Regions from separate parts of the Mus musculus genome. Here regions 2, 3, 4 and 5 are each linked to region 1. The links are chromatin contacts, called in public promoter capture Hi-C maps. All regions are on one chromosome and are shown on one strand. The core of a region is the stretch at or near the end of the contact, and the rest is flanking DNA. Distances in the headings are between cores, read along the strand shown. Region 1 holds the start of Slitrk6 (SLIT and NTRK-like family, member 6). Region 2 has its middle 100 kb from the start of Gm25901. Region 3 has its middle 210 kb from the start of Gm23242. Region 4 has its middle 160 kb from the start of Gm25901. Region 5 has its middle 190 kb from the start of Gm25901.

What was found. Promoter capture Hi-C pulls out the DNA fragments that hold promoters and counts their contacts.
Region 2: a contact with region 1 is called in a promoter capture Hi-C map of second pharyngeal arch cranial neural crest. The contact joins the enhancer-like site here to the promoter of Slitrk6 in region 1. A contact is called at or near these places in 10 of 39 promoter capture datasets (the 3T3-L1 cell line, the C10 cell line, cranial neural crest and 6 more) and 1 of 115 datasets of contacts at active chromatin or transcription factors (craniofacial prominence).
Region 3: a contact with region 1 is called in a promoter capture Hi-C map of cranial neural crest. The contact joins the enhancer-like site here to the promoter of Slitrk6 in region 1. A contact is called at or near these places in 10 of 39 promoter capture datasets (the 3T3-L1 cell line, the HPC-7 cell line, HPC-7-derived erythroid cells and 7 more), 1 of 484 Hi-C or Micro-C datasets (ventricular fibroblasts) and 2 of 115 datasets of contacts at active chromatin or transcription factors (acute myeloid leukemia and craniofacial prominence).
Region 4: a contact with region 1 is called in a promoter capture Hi-C map of second pharyngeal arch cranial neural crest. The contact joins the enhancer-like site here to the promoter of Slitrk6 in region 1. A contact is called at or near these places in 11 of 39 promoter capture datasets (the 3T3-L1 cell line, the C10 cell line, HPC-7-derived erythroid cells and 7 more), 1 of 484 Hi-C or Micro-C datasets (embryonic fibroblasts) and 2 of 115 datasets of contacts at active chromatin or transcription factors (acute myeloid leukemia and embryonic limb bud).
Region 5: a promoter capture Hi-C map of second pharyngeal arch cranial neural crest shows a contact between it and region 1. The contact joins the enhancer-like site here to the promoter of Slitrk6 in region 1. A contact is called at or near these places in 7 of 39 promoter capture datasets (the 3T3-L1 cell line, cranial neural crest, frontonasal cranial neural crest and 4 more) and 4 of 115 datasets of contacts at active chromatin or transcription factors (acute myeloid leukemia, a beta-TC-6 cell line, craniofacial prominence and 1 more).

The regions. Positions count from the first base shown.
Region 1 is chr14:110,753,830-110,756,529 of GRCm38.p6, reverse strand. Slitrk6 (SLIT and NTRK-like family, member 6) reads left to right here and starts at 1,381. Exons shown (of 2, transcript NM_175499.4): 1 at 1,381-1,902.
Region 2 is chr14:109,983,775-109,986,474 of GRCm38.p6, reverse strand. No RefSeq gene overlaps it. Among named protein-coding and RNA genes, the nearest start is that of Gm25901, 100 kb to the right of the region's middle. Within about 2 kb of position 1,269, at least 1 of the 459 cell types and tissues checked has an H3K27ac peak or open chromatin away from gene starts, as enhancers often do. A contact at or near this core is called in second pharyngeal arch cranial neural crest, where this site is marked.
Region 3 is chr14:110,214,418-110,217,117 of GRCm38.p6, reverse strand. No RefSeq gene overlaps it. Among named protein-coding and RNA genes, the nearest start is that of Gm23242, 210 kb to the left of the region's middle. Within about 2 kb of position 1,432, at least 8 of the 459 cell types and tissues checked have an H3K27ac peak or open chromatin away from gene starts, as enhancers often do.
Region 4 is chr14:110,046,526-110,049,225 of GRCm38.p6, reverse strand. No RefSeq gene overlaps it. Among named protein-coding and RNA genes, the nearest start is that of Gm25901, 160 kb to the right of the region's middle. Within about 2 kb of position 1,310, at least 8 of the 459 cell types and tissues checked have an H3K27ac peak or open chromatin away from gene starts, as enhancers often do. A contact at or near this core is called in embryonic limb bud and second pharyngeal arch cranial neural crest, where this site is marked.
Region 5 is chr14:110,076,573-110,079,272 of GRCm38.p6, reverse strand. No RefSeq gene overlaps it. Among named protein-coding and RNA genes, the nearest start is that of Gm25901, 190 kb to the right of the region's middle. Within about 2 kb of position 1,307, at least 7 of the 459 cell types and tissues checked have an H3K27ac peak or open chromatin away from gene starts, as enhancers often do. A contact at or near this core is called in craniofacial prominence, embryonic limb bud and second pharyngeal arch cranial neural crest, where this site is marked.

The DNA.
Region 1 (2,700 bases), core at 132-2,631:
TTCTGGTGAGTGACAATTCTAATGTGGAACTTGCTATTTATGCTATTAAGTAGGTTTGAGTTAGCCAATCAGTGTATACTCTGACAATCATTCCCTCATTTTAGTTTAATGCCCACTCTTCATCCTCCTATTTCTCACAATTTTTCCTGTCCTCTTGGCTCTGCCCCAATTTTAATACACACAATGCCAAGGAAATAGATAAAAGAGTGAATAGATAACATAATACAGAGGAATCATCATAAAATCCTGGACGACCTAAGTGTATACTTAGGTCAATAACTGAATAAAAATCCAGTTGTTATTCTTGCTTTTTGATATTGTACTTATCATCAGAGTGAATTTTTCTGAAGTGATATGTCAGGTTATGTGTAATCTTAGGGCAAGAAGAAATCTAAACAGTATGTGTTTGGAGAAACAAATATGGGTATCTAATACATTCATTTTATGAATGAAATGATCAGGCATTTGGAATGCCATAAATAAATAAGTTCTTATAATCACACTGTTAGAGAACTAAAGAAGTAAACTTTGTGAATCCTCAGAAAGATTTTAAAATGTATAAGATTAGAAGAAACAAATATTTTTAAAATATGAACTACTTAGGAGCTTGTATTCTTCTCAGCTAATACAATTAAAATCAAAATGCTGCAGTTATTACATAAGTAACTAGATTCACTTTGATGTGTAAATATAATTTCATACGTAGGTGTGTGACATGCAGCTTATAAAGCAGTCTAAATAATCTTATTTATTTAAATACCTTTTAAAATAATTGCACTTCCATTGTAAACAAAAATCTGAATAAGTCAGAAGCAGCAGTGGCCCCAAATTTTAGCTTCATTATAAAATATTTTCTCTAGTGGGGAAAATAATGAAGCCTGAAAACTATAGTCGCACATCAGGCTTTTGATTTATTTTTAAATGGTGAATGAAAAAGCCATGTTCTTCAGAGAAGCAATTTGTGTCACATTTTAAATTTAATTAGTGCCCAATTTCAACTCAAAACACCAAGCATAAAATGACAGGAAGTAACTATTGTGCAGGAAGGCTGCTTGTCGTTTCAGTGTGTGTGTGTGTGTGTGTGTTGAGTATACTGCTGTGCAAGAAACAATTTCAGCATTATATTATTCATGGTTCGTTCATAACAAAACACATTATTAAGCATTTAAAGCCACGTGCAATCATTTCCATCAAAATTCATTTGCTCTCTATTTGATAAAAAATAAATAAATAAATAAATAAAGCAGTGCAAAGACCGTTTGCAGAAATAGGAGGCACTGAACAGTCCCAAGGTGGAGCTGTCTCCTGTGTTATATGACACTGGCAGATTAAAGCACTTCTGATGGGGAAGGGCTTAAAGGCTGAGTCAAAAGCCAAGAAGTCTCTTTATTTACGCCTACCTCCCAGTCCTTGGCAATCTGACTAATAACAAACTGAGCTAACTAGAAAGACTCGACCGAGAGGAAGGAGAGCTGTACAGCAGTCTGGATCTACAACCAAAGAAAGCAAGAGTGAACACCCCCGGGTCTCCGCAAAGCGTCTTGTTTATTTACAGTGATCAGCAGCTTGTCAATGGTTAACTATATGCAAAACAAAGTCAGCATAGCTGTGAAGTATGCTGTGAATATTAATTGGGGGAGAAAGGGACTCTGGCTTCAGGATGCTCCAGTGTGTGTTCTGCCTGCAAGACTTTCAATGAAAATTAAGGGCTCAGTGTTTCGCCTTCGACCAGATGTTTTAACTTTCTGAAGCTATGAGACTTGAGAAAAAGTGATATTTGAGGAGAAAGTGCACTGTGGTCCTGTGGTTGGTGTTTTCTTTTTCAATAAAGAACCTGATTGACTTTGGACACTTCTTCCAGCTGGGCATTTCATATCGCACCAGGAAGTGACTGCTTTACAGGTAAGAGGAATGTTTGCAGCTTTTTTTTATATCGATATTTGTATTATCTTGAAGACAGTGAAAATCTCTCTCTCTCTCTCTCTCTCTCTCTCTCTCTCTCTCTCTCTCTCTCTCTCTCTCTCTCTTTCTCTCTCTCTCTCTCTCTCTCTCTCTCTCTCTCTTCCTTAAAGGATACTCATTTTATCTTTGTTCACTGGCCAAGCGAATGCCGAAGCAGATGCTTTGTCTCCTGAGCTGTGGGCATTTAGTTCAACAGCTGGCTGATTCCATAATATGCGATTCTTTCTTTTTAAATACGCAGTTTGTTGTTAGAAGCTAAAAGTGTGTGCCTTCTGAGGCACAGCTGTATGCTATGGTTGAATTTCAAGTATAGGCACATTAGGCAATGCTTTGAACTTCGTATGATACTTTTATATGGTTCTGTCATGAAATTATATAGTCTGAAAATATGCCATTGGAGTTGTGGCTATTTTAAGATTATATTAGATATGGGCAATAGAGGCTGATTCTTGATAGCTATACATTTCTGAAAAGATTTAAAAATACACCATGCACATTTTAAATAGCATAAATTGCTTATAAGATAAAAAATAAGCTGTTAACATCTGGAAAATATTTACTGGGTTCTCAGGATGCTGCTGTTGATGAAATAAATCAAACTCCTTGTTAGTAATTTATGAATTACTTAGACTTTCTGTGAGCCAAAGCACAAGCGGAAGGCTCCAATACAAGCTCCTTCCTTCTGAGCAGAGTGCTCTGGACTGTTTAAAATTAGTCTTTCTCCCCATGGAAATGTAG
Region 2 (2,700 bases), core at 20-2,519, 770 kb after region 1:
ATCCTTATAAATCACCAGTTAAGTTAATAATGAACAGCAGTTTCTTTATTTCAAATGAGTCCTGGATTTCAAGTATGCAAATATCTTAGTTCTTCATATAAGCTTATATAGACAATTCTTTTTTACAACTGTAAGTCATCAAGCAGTTGCTGGGATTTGAACCAGGGTCCTTTGGAATTGCAGTCTGTGATCCTAACTGCTGAGCCACTGTTCCAGCACAACAATTCTTTATCACTGTGTTCATTTACCCACTAAAAAGCTCTTCCTGCTATTCTACTGTATTGTTTATTATTGGGTATGCTCATATGTTTTGTTTATTGCATTAAAATGGATTATTGAGAGCCAGGGAGATGGCTCTGTAGTTGGAAGAACTAGTTTCTTTTTCATAACCCTTGAGATCAATTCCCAGAACGACAAGGTGTCTCACAACCATCTATAGCTGTAGTCCCATGGGAATAGATGCTCTCTTCCACTGTAGAGATAGAAAGATATATATGCACATTAAACATCCACATACATAAAATAAATACTTTTAAATGTGTATTGTCCTAAACTATATAATTTAATAAACCCACATAGATTTTGCAATCTTTATAAACCTTAAATAAATTGTTTGAAAATATGCTAGATGTTACATAACTTCTCTAATACATTTATAGAAAAAAGTGCCAGATTCAAATGTCACAGAATGTGAAATTCTTGCTTTCTATAATGCTGTCATTAAAAGGAATCCTTCTAATAAAGTTCTCTAACATTGCATAATAAAAATTGAATTCTTCATCCTCATATGAACTAGTAGATTAAAAGTGCCAAGGTTTTAACAGTTACATAATTGAAGTACATTGTTTAGAGGTTATAAAAATAAAACTACTCACACACTGGCTGAACAGAATAGTCACCTCAGTAACAACAACTTGCACATCCCTGTTTCTTTGCAGGAATTGGGACTTTCAAAAGGCACATTTTAGGCTATTTTTGTCTATTTGTTTTTGTTTCTAAAGGGAAGCATTAGAGATTATGCAGTAAGTCTGTGTTCACATAAAATGAAGTCAAGTCTATTGCACCCGGATTTTCAAGGCTAAATCCTCTGCTCAAGGAAAACTATTTTATTTTAATCCGTTTCAAATGTACAGTCTAAATTCATAATTAAATTTTCTCAGTGTGAGAAAAGTATAGCATGTATTTCGGGTGTCACTATTGAGTGTCATGAGTGCAATTATCCATCTTATACTAGTCTGACCCTGTCTGAAGTTGTCTGTGTTCTCTCACAATTGACCATGTGGCGAGGCATATGGTATTAAACACTGGCATGAACAGACAGCATTAGCCAGCTTGAAATGTTATCAAAATCTGTCAAAAGGTCTTCTAACATTCTGGTATAAATATAAGTCATCTTTTATTTGTAAAAAAAAAAATAAATGTAAGGCATAAAAACCTACCAAACAACACAATAACGATTATATTTTTGTTAATTGTTGATCCACATTGTCAAACTATATCCTGATCATCTTGTTGCAAAACAGTTTACTCTGCTAAAAGTCTTTTAAACAATTTTTCTAAGCCTCAAAATAATATGGTAAATGTATTTACATATAAGGAAGGTATTCTCAGTTTTAGAATATTGTTCATATAACTACAGTGAATATAAACTAGATTAAAACGAGAATCTGTGAACTTTGTTTCTTTTACAATCATTTGTACATCTATTCTCACAGTGGTAATTAGCCTTATGTGAACCACAAGCATAAAATATACATTATCATATTCAATAAATTATTGTTATATGTAATAAGATTTGTCATAATAAAATATTAAAACAGAATATTATCCTATTAAAACATATATTTTATTGCATGTAGTGTAATATGTATTTACGTAGTGAGTGTATAGGGTTATGGGGGTACTCAAAATCTATTGTGCATTTGTGGAGGTGTGAGAAAAAATTTCACTGGCTCAGTAAATTTTTTAGTACAACTTTGCATCAAAACATGAATCATATTTCTACACTAATAATTACACAGCTAGATATTGAATCTGGGTTTACTTTGCTGTCAACATTTATAGATTCATTATTAGATGCTCAGAATATTTTAACCATCACAATACACATTCTCTTAAGCTGTCTTAGTAACTGCTATGGAAAACTCTGATGCTGTTCCACAGGCCCATGGTACCTTACTAAATATACTCTTCACACTTTTATAACCTGCTCTGAGTGCAAACCAATATCTATTATCCCAAGGGGCATTGCTTTTGTTTTTTTGCTTTTTTTCTTTAAAGAATATAAATACACATTTTTTTCTGTCATATACATATTGATAAGATCTTTTTTATTAGATATTTTCTTTATTTACATTTCAAGTATTATGGCTTTTCCTGGTTTCCCTTCTGAAACCCCCCTATACCCTCTCCCCTCCCCTTGCTCTCCAACACACCCACTCCTGCTTCCTGGTCCTGGCATTCCCCTACATTTGGTCATAGAGCCTTCATAGTATCAAGGGCCTCTCCTCTCACTGATGAACAACAAGGCCATCCTCTGCTTCATATGCATCTGGAGACATGAGTTCCCCCCCCCCATGTGTCTTATTTGATTGGTGGTTTAGTCCCAGGGAGCTCTGGGAGTACTAGTTAGTTCATATTGTTGTTCCTCCTAGGGGGCTACAAAACCCTTCAGCTCCTTGGGTCCTTTCTCTAGATACC
Region 3 (2,700 bases), core at 183-2,682, 540 kb after region 1:
TTTAAAATAAGTAACCTCCTGTCTCCATTTCAAACCGTGCCTCTCTTCCTTTCCCTCTCTCATTGGTCACATTGACAGTTTACCCACGACTCTTCGGTTCTGACTTTGTCCAATACGAAAGAACCACGCTGACGAAAGCATTAGGGGACACACACTGAAATTTTACCTTAAAGATTGTCCTAAAATGGTGGCAGTGGTGACTCTAAAGGCAAATCAATAGCAATTTTGTATTGGGGAGTTTCATGTTGTAGAATGTGAACCAAAGTATGTAAAATGTTTGTGAAGGACCTTAGTGTAGTGAGACTCCATAATTTCGATTCCTTTGCAGTTAACAACTTTTTTTTTTACACTCCATATTTTATTCACCACCCCACACCCGACCCATCCACTGACTACTCTACATCCCAAACTTCATCCCCACCCCCTGTCTCCATGTGGATGGCCCCACCCTCCACCCCACCTGACCTCAAGAACAATTATTTGGTATGGGGTGAATTTGGAGTTGGAAGTGGAAATGTGAGACCCCGACTTAGAGTGTTTCTCCCTGGAAGGTAAAGCCCCTGGATGTTCCCCAAGCTTGTTTCCCTGATCTCTAAAATACAGCTAGAAAGAAGCTCTTTGTTCTCTATAGCCAGCAAAAAGCCTTTTTGTTTCTATACTGTACAACCAGAGATGCCTGCCTTCCTGTGCCGAGGACACGGAGATAAAAATTCAGAAAGAACTCACTACCCACTCCTGCCTTGTAAATTTCACCAAGGACACCAGGAATAGAAGAACTCTTCCCAACTCCTCCCAACTCCTCAGCTAGCTGTTAAAAGCCCCCTACCTTCACTGCTAGGGGTTGAACTCCCCTGCCCTGCAAGGCGGAGGGACTTAGTCCTCAGCAAGCTGATAATAAAAGCTCTTGCACTTTGCAACAGGTGTGGTTTTCTATCGGACACTGGGGTGCTGGCCAGCTCATCCAGGGACTTGAGCAGAGGCCCAGCTTCAGGAGGTCTTATAGAAACATTCAACTACAAACATCCAACTACAAATTTATTTTGCTTTAAAGAGTCTTCAATTTTTCCTTTTAAAAAAGTTTATTCTCTCATGCAATACATCCTAACCACACATATCATGCCTCATCTGCCTGCCAGATCAACTGCTCTCTTCAGAAAAAAAAGCAGGCTTCCTAGGGATATCAACCAAACCTGGCAAAGCAAGATGCAGTCAGAGTAGACACAAAGCATCCTATCAAAGCTGGATGAAGCAACTCAGCTGGAGTCAAAGGGTCCCAAGTGGAGACAAAACCTCAGAGACACCAGCAGTCCCACTGTTAACACTCTCACAAGAACCCCAAGCTGAAAAACCACAACATACATGCAGAGGAAATACCAGCGCAGAACCTTGCAGAATCTATGATTGCTGCTGCAGTTGTGAGCCCCTATAAGCCCTGCTTTTGATTTTGAGGGACCTGTTTTCCTGGTGTTCTCAAACTCTCTAGTTTCTACATTCTGTCCCTGCCCCTGTGGCTTCCAAGAAATCTTTATATTTTCTTTGCATTTTTGTCCTGGCTTCAGCATCTAGTTCAAACCTGCAGTCAATCATTCCTTCTTCTCTCCATTTTTAAGTCTCTAGTGACAATCATATTTACATGCCTCTAAGAAGCCATGCTTATTTTAAGCCTATATGGTATATATAGTTTTCATAGTAATGATTCTTTCAAATTTGGAGCTATAATATTAGTTTAAACGTGTTTCTCCTTGCAAATCATACTCATACTCTATATTTCTTTTCATGTCTGGATTATAGCCACTTTGCAGAGGACAAAAATTACTGGAAGCTCTTATTTTTTAGGCATAATCTATAAAGTGTTCTCACAAAATGAAAGTACAGGAACTTTGCCATTTCCCTGACATTTCTAAGCAAGCGTCTCTTCAATCTAGGAAAAGGAGAATAGTGATTCATGCTCAGCATGGAAATCAAATCAAATCAAAACAAATCAAAACAAAACAACAAAATCTAATTAAAAACAGAGTGTTAGTGTTAGGAATTTATAGGCTACGTTTACAGGAGTTATGCCTAGGACTTTCTTCTTCTCTGCTTTTACCATGTGAAACTCATTTTAAAGAAAGGGTCATCATATGTTTTTGATAATTTGCACTCAGCTTTTAAAAGTACAGTGCTTTAGAAAGTATTTGAAGTCTACATAATTTCTGAGCCATTTCAAAGCCATTATATTGAAGTTGGGGAGTCATATTTTGCTAAAGTATCTAATTAAATAGAAAATACTTGACTTTTGCAAAATATAAAACAGAAAAGCATCCACATATATATATATATTTTTTCTATTTTTGTACTTTAATGAATATGTCTAAAAGTTCTTAGTGGTTAAAAAATTGAAGTAACTTTTGAAATTAAAATTTTAATTCATTGTTAAATATTTTAAATTAAAAAAAATTTCAATGACCTAAAGAAAACAACCTCAATGGAGTGTTAGGAGGTTCCTTGTTTCACAAGGTCACATCTAAATATTTCCTTAAAGATACATATTGTTTTAAATTATTATTTTTATATTTATCTTATTTTGTATATTTTTATTCTCTCTTTTTACCTTATAGGTTGTGTATATATTATGGCTTCCAGATTAGTGTTTTTATAAGACTGCTTCTCTTGTTTCTTGTACATTTTTCTTGGGCTCCTTTTCCTTGCATGTGTTGT
Region 4 (2,700 bases), core at 61-2,560, 710 kb after region 1:
CTCCATCATGCTGTGCTTGGTTGATACCAATGAGGGGCTTGCTGCTTTCTGAAGGGAAATGGACAGATGTGGATTAGGGAAGAGTAGAGGTACCAGAGGTAGATACTGCGTGGAGAGAAGGGAGGGGAGGCTTGAAGAGAGGATGTACTGTATGAGAGAAGAATAAATAAAAAAATGAAAATTATAGAACACGCTAGACTGCTCATGCTAAGGTTACTTTACCTCACTGTGAGAAATGTTTCATTAGAACCTGTGAGGTGGCTCCATGGGGAAAGATATTGCTATCAATCTTAATGACCTTAGCTTAGTCTCTGCAACTGGCATGGTAGCAGGAGAGAATCAAATTATCCACATTTTCATCTTACCTCTATCTGAACTCCCTAGCATCCAAAACTACTGTTGACATGAAGACCAGAAAAAACTGGAGACCTTGAAATAGAATTTATTACCATTACTTAGATAAAGCTAAAAACATAACTGTACTTTAATTTCAAGTTAAAATTTCACATTAAAATTATATTTTATCAAATTCCTAGACCCTTATAATAGCTGCACAATATTTTTATGTTAATATACAGTCAAATCAAAGAAGTGTTATTCATTTCTCAGAACTGTATTAGATAGTACACACTACATGCTTATATGTAGGTGTGAAATAATATCAAAATCTTATTAACTCATATATACAAATATTCAGTGAAAAACAATTTTTTTATCAGCATATCTTTTGGCTTGACTTAACTTTATCATTTTAAAAATTACAAAATCTAGTGGAATAAATATATGTTTGATATTATCCTGTGGGAAGCGGTTTCTGCTGTGCCTGTGTGGCTTAATTGGTAAACAAGTAATGTGCGCAGGTGTAAGAGTAAATTCGTGCCAAGTCACTGCCCATCCCGGGGCATGGTGATGAGGCTCTGGGAGAGCACCCAATCAGGTGTGGACACACCACACTAAGGTGTATATAAGCAACGCCTTTTTGGTGCTTGGGGTCTTCCTCTTTATGTTGAAACTGGGGTAATAAAGTTGCTACAGAAGGATCCGATTTCTCACGCGTGTGTTCTTGCTGGCGAGACAATAGCGCGTGTGAGATTATCCTCTTACAATGATGCTTGTATATAATGAGGCATATTCACAGTCAGAATACAGATGATATTTTCCAGGATCCATCCATATGTGACTTGACTCTGACAAAGAATATAGGTAGAAAGTAATGTGTTCAATTTCCTGTTTCTTTAGAGTGTGCCCTATGGGTTTCATTTCCCATTTTCACCTACTCAATGACTGCCATATGGCACAGATGGTGAGTTCTGAGACTGGCTGAGTAAAAAAACAATCCACAGAGATTATAAACCACACAGGCAAGTAGCTGGACTCCAGATGACAATGTGAAGCAAAAACAGATCAAGTTGTACATGACGGAAACATCATGTTACTGTTTACTTATGTTAAAAATTTAAATATTCAGTTGTTATATCCTAGGTTACCAATTACTCACTAATGAAATATGCTAATTAAAGTAACCAGAGAGCACATCAGCTCACTGTCACTAATTAAATGTGAAAATTTCAGTTGAAGTAAGCTTTATAGTAATGGAAGGTTCTGCATGCTATTGGAAGAATAAAGAAATCATCCGTTGTACCAACCTGTGAATCGTATTATTGTTTTAATGTAAAAATTAACCTTATATTCTTTCTTGCTTCCCCTCTCTTTTTCTTCATTCCTCCATCTCTCTCTCTCAGCCTTTTCCTTCTTTTTTTCTTGTTCTCACAATCTCTTTTGTCTCTCTCAAAAAGACAAATATTTAAAGAACCCCATACTTTGATTTTAGACACTCTAATACCTACAAAGATCTTTTGTCAATATTGGAGTTGAAAGGAAATGATAAGGTACCCAAAAGATGGATGCTGTTCTGAGTCCATTGAAAGATTCTAATAGACTTTTATTTAAGTATTTTAGAAGTATCCTCTGTTCTGGTTTGTTCCAGTTCCCTGCTTAGGGCTGATAACCATGGCCCTACATTTTCTTCACATGTCTTTGCAGCCTTTAGTCAATGACTTCCTCTCCTTCCAACAACTGGGAGTTATGCTAAAAAATGTCACCACTGCATTTTGTATTCTTCTTAGATCATCAGTTCTCAACCTATAAGTTGAGATTTTTGGTGGAGTCAAATGAATTCTACAGGGGTTGCCTAAGACCATCAGAAAACACAGACATTTACATAATGAGTCATAGCACTAGCAAAATTATAATTATGAAGTAGCAGTAAAAATAATTATGTGGTTGGGGGTTATGACAAATGAGGAACTGTCTTAAAGCGTCACAAGATTAGAAAGCTTGACAACCACTGTTATAGATAATCACACTGGAGCTGTTCCCTAACCGCCACACAGAATTCTCATACTTGTGTCAAATAAACTGGATTGGTAAATCTCTAACTGCAGGGTTTTGTCCTCAGAAGGTAAAGTGTAGCAAAGGCAGATCTAAGTTGAGGCAAACCAGAGCACACATCAACAAAATACCAGTTCTAGACATGGCCTAATTTAGCTGGATATGACTGCCAGACAGAGGTCCTGGTTTCTTACCTTCTTTTAAATAATGCATCCTTATCTGGAGGCCATGCATGAGTGTACAAGAGAAAACTACATCTCCGACATTAATCCTACCCAGTGGACAACTTAGAAAATAATATCTAGCTTT
Region 5 (2,700 bases), core at 58-2,557, 680 kb after region 1:
ACACACACACACACACACACACATCATAAATACTACATCGTCCTTTCGGTCTCATCAAGTTATGTAGACCAGGTAGGATTTCAAATTGGAAATGTTTGCCTACCTCTTCTTTCAGGGTGTGGTTAAAGGATACACCGTCAATCTAAGACACAGGGCATTGATATAATATTTCTCTTTTAGAATGGCTCTATTATAGAAATCTCCTGGAGACAGTAATGACTGTCTCATGAAACAATGATTACTAGGACAATGAGATACAGATGTATAGTAGATTTTTGAGAGAGAATATTGGCTAGTGGTCTCAAACTTTTAATATAGATTTTCCCAGACAAAAGAGCTACCAGGAAATGATGTAGGCACGTGAGAAAATAAATGATGTTATATTTTGTTTATAGACAAAAAAGTTATTGTTGAGGATTATAGGCACATTTTTAACAGAACACTGAGGAATTAAATAGCATGTGCACTCAGATACTTTTCCATAATTTATTCTTTTTTTTAGTCCTTTTCTTTGATTCATTTCTTGGCGTTAAAGATCATAATGGATTTTGCTGTATATGTTTAAATAACGGACAGCTTTATTTTCCATCTTAGTAACTCAGACACTCCAGGGCTCTAATTCTTTCCAGGTTCCTGTTTGTATATTAAGTTGACTCTTAAAGTAAAATATACCACATGCACTGAACTCTGACGTCTCCAGCCCCATGTGTTTCTTCAAAGACAGTACCTCACATGTAGATTCCTAGGCCACTCGGAAACTGTCCCCAGATCCTTTCTGCTCGCCTCTTTGAAAAGCCTTTGAAATGCCACATGTATGCACAGAAAACTCTGGGATTCATCACTGCATTACAAATTCCAGATGCAAGCAAGCTTCCTGCTGAAATTCGGAGACTGGAAAAGAATCAAAACATGCCATCCATCATGTTAAAGTAAGGCTAGGAGTAAATTTAAAGGGAAATTTAAGGAAGGTGGATCTCAAAATAGCCTCCACCAACTAATCCTTGGATCCTCCTCATTCAGTTGCATTTAGCATTAGCTATGATGAAATTCTCATGGTCAGAGACAGCAGACAACAATGGATCAGGAACAGGGCTTTTTATGCTAGACGGGGTGTTTGTTCAGTTTTCATAGACAAACTCATGCTATCATCAACTTTTATTTATTTCAAAATGTATTACCAAACAAAGCAAGTGTAGTACCGCATAGAGTGTGTAATTTGAAAGGAAAGAAGCAAACATGAGTTCTATCAATAGAGTTAACTTTGGGGTGACAATTTATTCTTGTCTATATTAAGTGGTACAGATTTCATTATGGAGGAAAGAATTACAGTTAGAATAATAGGGATATTTTTCTAGTTGGTTAGACTGGAGATGATTTTGCAGCATTATGTAGCAGTTGACTCCTGTACCTTTTTATTTTTTGAAAGTATTTACTTTTACTGTGGCTTTCACCTTAGAAATGGGACACATGTTTTGTTTTTTTTCTATGACTTTTCAAAGCATTTTAGTTTTGAGATGGTAGAGATATAGTATATTACATGTGAATACAGATTTACATATCTACCATATTTACCCAGATCATTTTTTTCCTTCAAAATATGTCTACTACTGTTTCATTCATTTTTCTTTACATCAAAACCCATAAGAAACACATATAGAGACAAATACTGCTACATTTGCAGATACACACGTAAAAAGATAAAACCAGAAGTCATAATATATATGCAATAAGTAAGTAAGGTTAAATAAAATTGCCATGACATAACATTGTGACAAAGAACCTCCAAGGATGCCGTTGCAATCCTTTTCTTTCTTTTTTTTTCTTTCTTTTTTTTTCTTCTTCTTCTTCTTTTTTTTAAAAAAAGATTTATTTAAAATCGGGGCCTTCAGAAGAGCAGTCGGCACTCTTTAACTACTGAGCCATCTTGCCAGCCCAATGGTCTGTGTTCTTTTTTTTTTTTTTTAATTACGTATTTTATTCAATTACATTTCCAATGCTATCCAAAAAGTTCCCCCCACCCCCACACTCCCCTACCCACCCATTCCCATTTTTTGGCCCTGGCATTCCCCTGTACTGGGGCATATAACGTTTGCAAGACCAATGGGCCTCTCTTTCCAGTGATGGCCGACTAGGTCATCTTTCGATACATATGCAGCTAGAGTCAAGAGCTCTGGGGTACTGGTTAGTTCATAATGTTGTTCCTCCGATAGGGTTGCAGATCTCTTTAGCTCCTTGGATACTTTCTCTAGCTCCTCCATTGGGGGCCCTGTGATCCATTCAGTAGTTGACTGTGAGCATCCACTTCTGTGTTTGCTAGGCCCTGGCCTAGTCTCACAAGGGACAGCTATATCACCATCCTTGCAACAAAGGCTTGCTAGTGTATGCAATGGTGTCATCGCTTGGAGGCTAATTATGGGATGGATCCCTGGATATGGCAGTCTTTAGATGGACCATCCTTTTGTCTCAGCTCCAAACTTTGTCTCTGTAACTCCTTCCATGGGTGATTGTTTCCAATTCTAAGAATGAGCTTTTCTATTGATGGCCTATAATTGGAATTGACCATTCTCCAAGTGTGTTTTGTATTCCAATTTAGGATCCATTGCAGAAAACTAATTTTCCTTTTGTGATTGTTGATTGAATATGTCTCCTGAGTTAGGGATAGAGGCATATGTCCACTTCACTCATTATTGGGAGTCCCTC